Linked DNA regions of Mus musculus: region 1 is linked to region 2. Evidence: chromatin contacts called from public Micro-C data. All regions are on one chromosome and are shown on one strand. Each heading gives the region's core, a stretch centred on a gene start, on an enhancer-like site or on the middle of the called end of the contact. The rest is flanking DNA. Distances are from core to core; before and after follow the strand shown.

Region 1 (5,667 bases), core at 86-2,585, 130 kb before region 2:
AACAAGGTTGGTTGCCCCAGCTGCTCAGAGAGTGCTTGGTCCCATGTAGGTGGGAGCTATGGAGGCAGGAAGTACATCAGGGTGTGTGCTAGTACTGGACAAAGATAGGAAACATGTGGCCTGGTGGGGGTTGCCTTTATGAACATCTGACTAACTTGATTTGTGAGCCGTCTCTGGGAATCTTGAGTCTTGGGTACTGACCTAGCCAGTATCCTGACTTTATTTGATAAAGTTTGCTTCAAACTTGGCTCAAAAAATATGGTGATGGTCTTATTTTCATCTGGTGGAGTTAACACATAAGCCTGGATGTCCATGGTTTACAGCAGGGCCCACTGCTGAGAGTTGTGCCATTTGAATAACTGTGATATAGTGGCATGTCTTTGTCTAAACTATCATACAGAGCAATTTCATTGCCCTAAAATCCTCTTTACCTCCCCCGCTCATCCCTCCCTTTACCACAGCATTCCATACCCACCCACTGGTCAGCTTCACTGTCACCATAGTTTTGCTATCCCAGGATGTGACACCCTTAGAATCACAGTGTCATTTCCAGAATGGCTTCCTTCACTCAATCACACGCCATCAGTCTTTCTCCGTGGATTTTCATGGAGAATAACTTTAATTTTTTGAGCAGTAAATAACATTCCTTTGTCTAAGATGGTGATGCAGCCCAGTGTTTGAGCACTTGATTTCTGAGGCAGGGTAAAGAGACAGAAGGCAGAAAGAGACAGGTGTCTGACCTTCAACAGATGGGACTGTGTTTATTAGCACACACAACAAGCAAGGGTCAGCCTCTCTCCTGTGGGAAATTGAGGGCTCTGCCAAGGGGAAAAGCTGACTGTGACCCTGTGTAGGAGCAGAGTGAAGGGCTTAGAAAGAGGGGAGATGTTGCAGTTTCTCTCCTGAAGCTTCTCCTTCCAGAAGTTCTTTGCTTAAGGCAAGACAGGCTGTCTCAGCTGTCATTCCTTTGTAGGATGACTGTACAAGGTTTTCCTCTTTGGAATCCTGTCTCACTACCAAGGCAATCTATGAGTGTGCAGCCCCGGGTTCAATCCCCACCACTGACAAATAAACACACAAATACTACTATCAAACTTCCTTAAGCAAATAATATTATTCCGTTGTCTGGATACCCCATAGTTTACTCCCCTACCTACTCAAACAGTCATGATGAGTGAGGATGAACGCCCACTGCTCACACATATGCAAAAAACCTGCTTAGTTTTGCAAAGAGCCATCAAATTCTCTTTCAGAATTCTGTGCATTGTGCTTTCCCAGCAGCAGGGAACAGCCACTCCTGTTGTTGTTCCACAGCCTACTAACATTAGCTGCAGCCAGGAATTTTGGGTTTGGCCTTTCCAATAGGTGTGTTGTGCTGTCCCTCCATCCTCTTGTCTTGCATTTCCCTGGTGAGGAAAAGACTAGAAAACCTCTAAACATGCTTGTTTATCATTTGCATATCTCCTTTGGTGAGGTCTGCTTAGATCTCTAGTACATTTTTAATCTGGTTGTTTTCTTACCACCAAAGTTTTAAGAATCCTTTGAATAGTGTATATATAAATCTTTATCAAATAGATACAGATTACAAACAATTTCTTTTAGTTGCTGAGTGAGGAGAGGTGGGATAGAATAGGAAATACTTGTCATTCACCTGAAATTCTAATTTCTTGGCGGTGGGGGGGGGGGGGTCCTGTATTTGCTAAATCTGATAATTGTAACTTCTGTGCCCTCTGAGTATTTCTCATGAGCTATGCCTCAGAAATGCGACATGTCTATGTTGGGTTTTGTCAACTTAACACACAAACCTAGAGATATGTGGGAAGAGAGAATCTGAATTGAGAAAATGCCTGTGAGCAATCCTGTGGGGAGATATATATATATGTGTGTGTGTGTGTGTTTGTGTGTGTGTGTGCTGAGCCATACCTGGGGAGACAGCCAGTAAGCAGCACATCTTCACAGCCTCTGCATCTGCTCCTGCAGCCACTAACTTGTGTTCCTGCCCTAACTCCCTTCAGGGATCGACTGTGGTCTAGTACAATGAGTTACTAGATTATATGGTAATTCTGTTTTTAAGTCTTTGTGGAACCACAGTGCCTTTTCTACGTGGAGGTGTTCAAACACTCACGCTGTTAATTTATTAAAGAATCCCTTGGCTTTCTGTCCTCTCAAGATGAGTGTCTTCTGGCCAGACAAAGCCCCTGGTGGGGACTTGCCACAAACTACTGTTTGCGGAAATATTGAACACTGATGGGAAATGAGAACCAGCATTGTTGGCTACAGTGCTTGCTCCCCATCACAGATTTGTATGCACTCCACTGACATCCACATTGTCCTTAGCTCCCTTTGGTTTAAATGGCCAACTTCCTTAAGTCATTCTTATCTCAATATTCTGCTAAACACTGGAGAAATAGGAGTCTGCAGAGATGGACAAGAGTCCGTCGTGTGACCCATGTACTCTCTTCTGTGCTGTCCCCAGATGGCCCAAAGACAGAAGGACATCTGTCCCTCTCACTTAATGTCAGTCAGTGACACTTGCACCAATTAGTATCAACCATCATCTACAGCCAGGCCATGCATTTAACCAGCCATTCCTTTTCATTTTTTTAATTATTGATTTTATTTTTGAGATTATAATACAATCTCATCCCTTTCTCCTGCCCTTTCTTTCCTCCAAACTCTCCCATAACCTTTACATGCTCTCCTTTAAATTCCTGGCCTCTTTTGTCATTAATTGTTGTTACACGAGGATCTATATGTATTTGCACATATATATTCCAAAGGATAGCCTTCCCAATCTGAATAATGGTACTTGTATGTATGTTTTCAGGGCTGACCATTTGGTCTTGGACAACTGATTGGTGTCCTCTTTTCCCCAAGCTTAGACCATTTCTCCTGCTCACCGCATTCCTAATGTCTGTAGCTCTTGGTCTATAGTTGAGACCCTGTGGGCTTCCCCCCACCCCCATCTCCTTTAGCATGTCTGGTGCTGGTGTTTTTGTTCAGCTCATGTTTGGCAGCATGTTTGGCAGCATGCTGGTGAGACTTTATGGGTATAACATTTGACATTACTCGGACACATGATCTCACAGTTAACTCCATGATCCCACGGCTCTTACTGTCTTACTCCATGATCCCACGGCTCTTACTGTCTTTCTGCCTCTGCTCTGCTTTGTTTCCTGAGCCTCAGATCCAGTTTATAGATGTATCCATTAGGCCTGGGCTTCACTGCTCTGCATTTTGATTGGCTTTGGTTTTCTGCAATGGTCTCCATCTGTTGCAAAGAGTTTTCTTGATGAGGGTTGAGGACTACACTCATCTGTGATTATAAAGATAAATATGTAGAATTTTACATTTTTTATTATTTGAGAATGTTACACATCCATACAATATATTTACCAGCTTCAACCCCCTCCACACACACAGTCCTTCCTTAGCTCCCCCAGATGCACCCTCCAGTCCCACCCCTCCTAATTTCATGTTCTCATTTTCTTTTTATAAATCACAGAGAGAAATTTGCATTGCCCATATAATCATTGGTGTGGAGCCATCAACTAGATAGTGGTAGACCTGCCAAGGACCACTCTTAAAGAAAACTTAGACTCTGTTAGGTTTCAAACCTGGGACAAATGGCTGAGGTGCCTTTTTAAGATATCAAAACAGACCTGGCCACCAAGTTCTCCCAGCATCCCTCAGTCCCTACCTGTTACAGGGTGTGGCTGGTATGCCTTGTCCCATACTTTAAACTTCTCCAGCCCAGGGAGTGGGCTGCCCTTCCCCCAGATGCTCTTCCGGATATAATCCAACCATTTTGGCTACCCACCCACTTGGTACCTTTGACACCACCCCACCCTCCCGGGCTGCTACTGATTCCCCAGCTCTCCCTCCTCCTTTGATCCCTCCCCACACAGCTCAGTTCAGTCTGGTCATGTCCATTCTAGACTCTCCTAAGTGTCACTGCCTCTCTGCTCTCCGGTATCTCTATAATGAACTTTCTCCTCCTCCATACCTAGGACCAACCATATTCTTTTTCTTTTTTTCATTCACTTCTCCTTTCCCCAGAAACCATCAGCTATCATTGGTTCCCCACTATTGGTAGGGTTTTGTGAGCCTTCCCCACTCTCAGCTAGACAGCCATTCTGTATTTCATATGTGCGTACTGTATTTCCTCATTTCCACCCTCTCTTCTTGTTCTGACTCCTCCGATGTCTGTGCATTCTCTCATCCTTTTCTTCTTTAGTTATTTTTGTCACACATACAGAGCACACATGTATGTATACACATATGTATATATGAATGGAGTCTGCTGAGCCCATGTAGTGTTGCTTGTGTGTTTAGAGCTGATCCCTTGGGATTCAGTGACCTATCAGGGGGCTCATTCCTGGAGAACACTGATCCCCCACCCCCCTCAGCAACCATTACTTGCCTGTAACTCTTCATCAAGGAATGGGCTCTGTGAGATCTCCCCATCCATGCTGGTACTGTCCTTACGTAAGTCTTCTTAGGAGACCACAGCGTTAAGATGTCCCAGGTGCAGCTCCCTGACATACACAGAAGACAGTATCTCACAGCAAATGACCTGGTCCTCTGCCTCTTATAGTCTTTCTACCTCCTCTTCCACCATGCTCCCTGAGCCTTAGATCTTAGGGTTGTGTTCTTCAATTCCTCAGTCACACTGAGCTCTAGCAAATGGAAGGTTACAGGACGTAAAAAGTAGCCATCTTTGTCCTGTCCACCAGGAATAGCTGTTACAGTCCAGCAAGGGTCTCTGGCCATGGAGCTGGAAGCTGCTGGCGCAATCTTTTAATGCGTTTGCTAAGAGCGCTCACCCAGTGGTCACCCCCATCACTACTATGACAATCATCACAGGAGTGGAGAGGTCTGTGTGGTTGGCACTGTTCTATCAGTCAGGCATCAAAGAGACACTTCTGTGTGCCAGTGGAAAAGGTTTTAATATGGGTAGTTGGAAGCTTAAACCATGGTAACAATGGCTGAGGGAGCAATAGAAACTGCTGCCTCTTCCACAAAGTCAGGAAAGTTGCTGACAGTCTCAGCTGCTTGCAATCGCTAAACAGGTGATTCTCAGGAGGTTGCCCAGAAGCTGAAGTGAATTGCATGCACATCATATGCCCAAGCAGCTGCTCACAGCTGCCAACCAGGGTGCTGACTCCACTTCTGCATCCCTTGTCCTGCGAGAACCTCTAATTAGCAGATTCCAACCCAGAGCCAAATGCAAAAGTGACATTGGCAGATGACGCTCATGACTCTCCTGCAATGCAGGGACCAGGGACAGGGACAGGAAGACGCCTAGCTGACAATGGCAATCTGGTAAAAACAAAAAACAGGTTTAACCAAATACCTAGATCAAGGGTAGAAATGATGCAGGAGCGCACCAGAGCCCTGTGCCTCACTGAGCTGTGTGCTAGGGAAGAATCCCACAGACACCCAGAAACCTTAGGGAAATTAAGTCCAAGCAGATGTTATGGCTGAATAGTTCAGCCAGCTTTTACTTTCTTCTCAAATGTCAAGCTGCTTAGAAAACTCAAATGTAAATCTGACGCACGCATAATTCCCACGTAGCACAGCTTGTCTTTTGGCAATGCCCTCAAGCGCCTAGACTTTCCATACATAGCTCAAATTCAAAACTGCAAAGTCCACGAGACAGCAGTC
Region 2 (5,509 bases), core at 53-2,552:
AGGCTAGCTAACCTATTTGACAATTGCTTTCTCCTTGTCTCCTGTTTCCCAGGCTAGGCAAGCCAGAGGATTGTGCTGGCATAGTTTCCTTCTTATGCTCTGAAGACGCCAGTTACATCAATGGAGAGACCGTAGTAGTGGGGGGAGGAACCCCTTCTCGCCTCTGAGGACCCAGAAACAGCCTACCAGGGCAGGTGTGTGGGGCGGGCTCAGTCCACCTTGCCTCTGTCGCCCTTCGTTGCCACCACCTAACATCTTGTTCACCTCACAAAATCAGTTCTGCCCAGTGATAAGTTCCTGCTTTCCCTGTGGTCGAAGTGTGGTCAGATGAGCATCCTTGCTGTTGCTATGGCCTTGAAAACGGCTTTGGGGAGGGGGCGGGAAGCTGGGGGATAGGTAGTGGGAAAAGGGCTTGCTGAGAAGACTGTGGCTACTTTAGTGAAGATCAAATCCCTCTCATCCTCGCCTCTGGACACTTTGAGGAGAGATAGAAGGGACAGACCTGAACAGAGATAGAAATTAACAATTTACGTATAAGGTACAAATAAAATGAAGATGATCGCGTTGCTCTGAATCAGTGCGTGTTTATTTCTCAATGTGAGGTGCTTAGTGTATCTGAGAAGTCTAAGCAGTGCTGGATCTCTGAATTCTCCCTAGCCCTCCTCCCTATCTCCAAGGCCTGAGCTTGCCGCTCAAGGGTGGTTACGTCTGCCTGCCACGGAGCTGCTTGCCAGCTGTTGGGGGAGGTAGCTCGGGAACTCCCAGGTGCTACTCTTAGCCTCACACCCCCAGGGACGGTGCCAAGGACGCCACGGGGATCCCCGAGACTAGACTAGCGAGCAAAAAAAAAAAAAAAAAAAAAAAAAAAAAGAAGAAGAAGAAGAAGAACTAACTCCCTCCCGCACGTTCGGACAGGTCTTTTTGCAGCATCGTCCTTGATTCAGAGTTCCCTCCAGGGTCAGCAAGGACGAGCTGGACCGTTCCTGAGCTGGAAGGAGTGGGAGGGCGGGGCCATACAAGAATGACCCGGGGAGGGGTACCGAAGCACATAAACAAAGAAATTGAAGAATTCTGCTTCGGGTGGCCGAGGCGTGGGTGGCACGCCAGTAGAAACGCTGCACCCCGCCCCTGAGATAGCTCGGACACCAGGCGCCGCGCTCCGGGCTTCTCACGAGGTAGTCCGCGGGAGGGGTCGTCGCGAGCGCGCGCGGGGTCTCACGCGGCTCGGAAGCTCAGCGCGCATGCTCCATTGGCCAACTCTCCGGGAGGGGCGGGAGACCCAGAGCTCAGTAGCCGGGGGGGAGGAGCGCTCGCGCAGCCGCCCCTGACGGGAGCGGGCTCCGCCGCTACTGCAGCGCTCAGCGCCGGGCCCTGCCGGAGCCGGGACTAGCATGTGCGGCGCCTCTCGGGAGGCGGCGGCGGCGGCGGCTCCTCTGCAGCAGCAGCGGCGGCGGCGGCAGCAGCAGCGGCGGCCGCCATGGCCAAGGCCAGCGTGGAGCTCACCCGCGAGCTGCAAGGTACGAGGTTGCCTTCATCTCCGGACACCGGGTCCGCGAGCATCGAGACCCAGTGCTTTCCTGCGGTACACCCCAGCCCGGCGCCTCCCGCCCCCTCACGCATCCCTCGCTCTTAGGCAGTCCCTTCCTCTGAATCTCTAGACCCAGCTTTGCTTTCCGTGGAGCATCCTTCTCTGCCCCACTCGCCTCACCCTATCAGAACCTTCCTGTCCCGGAGCCGCCCGTCCCGCTCTTTGGTGACAGGAGCAGTTCCCTGGCGCTCTTGGGGGCTGATTCTCAGCGTTCTTGACCCACCCCTCTGCAAAGCATCCAGTCTTCCCTCCGGAGAGTCCCAGCTTTCTCCCACCCTCGCCGGGCGGGGCCAGGCGTTGGGAGCTGCCCCTGGTCCTGACTGCTGCTTATCTCAACACCCTCCCTCCTCCCGGCCCCGCCCCGGAACTGGCCCTAGAGAGGCCCCTAGCGCCTAGGCCAGTGGGGCATAGGAGGGGAGTCCAGGCAGAGGCCCCGACTGAAGCTAAAACCAAAAGCTAGGTTTCTGCGGCTCATTTCCAACAGCCCCCGTCCCAGCCTGCCCCCTTCTCCTCACCCACCATCCACACACATCTCAAGAGCTCTCTGGACCAGTGATTCCCAGATGTTTTTCCTCTAATTACACCCCCCCCCAGACCCTCCAGCCCTGCCACAACCCTGATCCTCAAAGGTAGGAGCACAGGCTAGCCCATGCAGAAAGCAGGACGCTCAAGGATACTCAGAGCTCTATTGCACTCTGGAGATCTCTGACACCTACACATGCACAGTCACGAGATGTTTGTACACACACCTTACAGAAACTGCACACATCTATGCACACCACACCACACCACACACACACACACACACACACACACACACACACACACACACACCACACACACATAATACTTGGATGGGTCTGTCAGAAAACGGATATGGGCTCACTGGAACATTAAACCCTTCTCTCACCCCACCCTCCTCACAAGAACTGTCTGGCACCGGTCCCCTTTCATATGCAAGCCAGCACTCATTCACACTTTCCTATCCCCACAAATGCCATACTCGGTTCCCTGCCATCATCAGAAGACAGGCATGCAGCCATAATAAAAAACAGATTCTCATACCCCAGAGCACCTAGGGTACAGTCAAGGAACATTCCTATCCTGGACTCCCAAACCCCTACAGAGAGGGGGGAGAGGGAGGGAGAGAGAGAGAGAGAGAGAGAGAGAGAGAGAGAGAGAGAGAGACTCACTGCATATGTGTTGATGGTTACTATAGTGCACGGGTGGGTGGGAAAATCCTTCACACCTTCAGAAGTGTAAGACACGTGTTCCCACAGACAGTGCCACTCAGCAACTGTCCCCTGACTCAGGGACACCAGGAGCCAGAGTTTTCTCCCTACTTTCCTCCCATAACAAAGTCACCAAAAAAAGGACCATCTCTGCTCCATACATACCTCCCTGTCTAGTACGTACGTGTCTCTGTTTCTCTCCTCTCATCTGTCTCTCTCTCTGGAGAGCGGAGTCAGGGTGGTAGGGGTAAGAGAAAGTTCTGAGCAGGTCCTACCCATCTGCAGACAGCATCCGGAGGTGCCTGAGCCAGGGGGCTGTGCTCCAGCAACATCGTGTGAAACTGGAGACAAAACCCAAGAAGTTCGAAGACAGAGTGCTGGTGAGAGCATCGGTCCCGGGGGAGGAGAGGAGACAGGCAAGGGAGGTGGGCAAGAGAATCAGCTGGGGTGGTGCTGAGGAGACAAAACCTAAGGGAGAGGGCAGAACCAGGCTGGGTTAGTGTTCAGGGTCTGAAGGTGAGCAGGAGAAATGCAGGGGGTAAGGTATCTTGGGACCAAGCTGAGGAGCTAAAAGACAACAAAGGCCCTATGTCCCAAGAGGCTACACTAAGCTGTTCATGTTCTGCTCTGCAGGCCCTGACTTCCTGGCGTCTCCACCTTTTTCCCCTTAAAGTTCCAGCTAAGGTAAGTCAGGCTCCGGGGGTGGAGAGGGCTTGCCTGGCATACTCCCTTCAAGTCTAGTAACAGGCCCTTACCAGGAGCTGAGCATCCTCCCCACCCCTCCCCACCAGGTGGAAAGCTCATTCAATGTCCTGGAGATCCGTGCCTTCAACACACTCAGTCAGAATCAGGTGAGTACCGGGTCCCAGGCCACCACCGCTGGGCCGCCTGGAAGAAGGAACGGCCGTCTGAGGCTCTACTGATCCCTTCCCCTCAGATCCTGGTGGAGACTGAGCGTGGCACGGTGAGCATGCGGCTGCCATCCGCCGAGAGTGTGGACCAGGTGACACGGCATGTGAGCTCTGCCCTCTCCAAGGTCTGCCCTGGCCCTGGGTGAGTGGCAGACAAGGGGTCTCCCAAAGGATTAGACTAAAGGTAGATTTCTCCTTCCTGTTGATCTGGTCTCCTGGAACGAGAATGCTTGCTCTCTCTGCTCTTCCCTGGAGACTCAAACACCGTGATGCAGGAAGCACTGAGAGTCTCTTTCCACCTTTCTCTGGGACGACTTATTCATATTCCAGGTGTTTGATCCGGCGTGGAAATGCGGACACCCCAGAGGGACCCCGAGACACATCTCCCAACTCGGAAACTTCCACATCTACCACTCACAGTGTGTGTGGTAAGCAGGGGCAGACATGAAAGCATGGGTCTTGGAGCATCTTGCCCCATATCCAGAACCCTCTGGGCATGGATTTTGCCTGAGGGGCCTTTGCCCGTCCTGAGGACGTCAGCCTCCTGGACCATGAGAGGTTTATGGCATGGAAGGATGCTCAGACATTAGCACATGCAATGACCTTGACTGTACCTTGAAGCCCAAGACGATTTCCCATCCCCCTCACCAACATGGCAGCCACCCATCTCCTGCCCTACAGGTGGCTTCTCTGAGACCTACGCTGCCCTGTGTGACTACAATGGACTCCACTGCCGAGAGGAGGTGCAATGGGTGCGTTGGGCAGGGACTTGGCAGGGATAGGTGGGGTCCTCGGGGAGGGGGTCGGGGAGGGGGTTGAGGCAAATGTGAGCCACTTCCACCTCTCCAAGGATGTGGACACCATCTACCATGCTGAGGATAACCGAGAGTTCAATCTTTTGGATTTCAGCCACTTGGAGAGCCGGTAAGCAGATGGGCAGAAACTTAACCCCCAAATCCCCAGACATGGCTTGTCCCTCTCAGGGTTCCTCCTCTGGTCCTACACACAGCCCTTGCTCTGCCCCTGAACTCCTACCACCTAGCTCACCTCCACCCACCCATCTAGCTTTCCCCAGCCCAGCCATCCCATCCTTAGACTCTTCATTCTTGCCCTGGCCACCGGTTCATCTTTTCTTGTCCTATCGGATATCCCCAGAGATCTGGCCCTCATGGTGGCCGCCCTGGCCTACAACCAGTGGTTCACCAAACTCTACTGCAAAGACTTGAGACTGGTAAGGATGACGGCTGGGGAGGCGGGCAGAGTAGTGTCCTTCTTGGCTCTTGATTGCAGGACCCCTCTGTCCCCAGGGCTCAGAAGTGCTAGAACAGGTGCTACATACCCTCAGCAAGTCGGGGAGCCTCGAAGAGCTGGTGCTGGACAATGCTGGGCTTAAGACGTGAGGCCAGGCTCCTCCGTGGGCAGTTGTACCTTCTTCACTAGAGCCATGGCACATCAGAGCATATGAGGCCCTGGGCTGTTTCATCTAGCTCCGCACTTTACAGCAGAGGCTGGTGCTTAGACAGGCACAAAGCAGGCTCAGATCTCAGCCCCCGATGTCACCACAACTTACTCTCCCCCACAATGCACTTCATGTCCCACCAACGTCCAAGCAGGGTGGGCTGCCCCCATCTTAAGAATCCAAAGTGGGGCTTTACCTCAGCACATCCTGCTGAAGTACAGAATGCCCACGGGTATGGAATGCAGGAGGCAGGCCCACCTTCCAGCTCCCACAGACTCCTGAGTGGAAAAACCACCCTGCTCAGCCCCAAGTTGTTCCT

The links. Hi-C and Micro-C count contacts between places; a contact is called where the count stands out from the background.
Region 1: a Micro-C map of embryonic stem cells shows a contact between it and region 2, with 2.4 times the contacts expected there. The contact joins the enhancer-like site here to the promoter of Carmil3 in region 2. A contact is called at or near these places in 1 of 39 promoter capture datasets (hippocampal neurons), 1 of 484 Hi-C or Micro-C datasets (embryonic stem cells) and 2 of 9 other capture datasets (adipose tissue and liver).

What each region holds. Positions count from the first base shown.
Region 1 is chr14:55,357,361-55,363,027 of GRCm38.p6, forward strand. No RefSeq gene overlaps it. Among named protein-coding and RNA genes, the nearest start is that of Gm52145, 79 kb to the right of the region's middle. Within about 2 kb of position 1,336, at least 7 of the 459 cell types and tissues checked have an H3K27ac peak or open chromatin away from gene starts, as enhancers often do. A contact at or near this core is called in embryonic stem cells, where this site is marked.
Region 2 is chr14:55,489,767-55,495,275 of GRCm38.p6, forward strand. It overlaps Carmil3 (capping protein regulator and myosin 1 linker 3), which reads left to right and starts at 1,303. Exons shown (of 40, transcript NM_001374104.1): 1 at 1,303-1,517; 2 at 3,106-3,200; 3 at 3,454-3,504; 4 at 3,612-3,671; 5 at 3,758-3,873; 6 at 4,062-4,159; 7 at 4,413-4,483; 8 at 4,582-4,655; 9 at 4,887-4,962; 10 at 5,039-5,127. The coding sequence starts at 1,478. Dhrs4 (dehydrogenase/reductase (SDR family) member 4) reads left to right here. Exons shown (of 8, transcript NM_001037938.2): 8 at 53-574. The coding sequence ends at 167.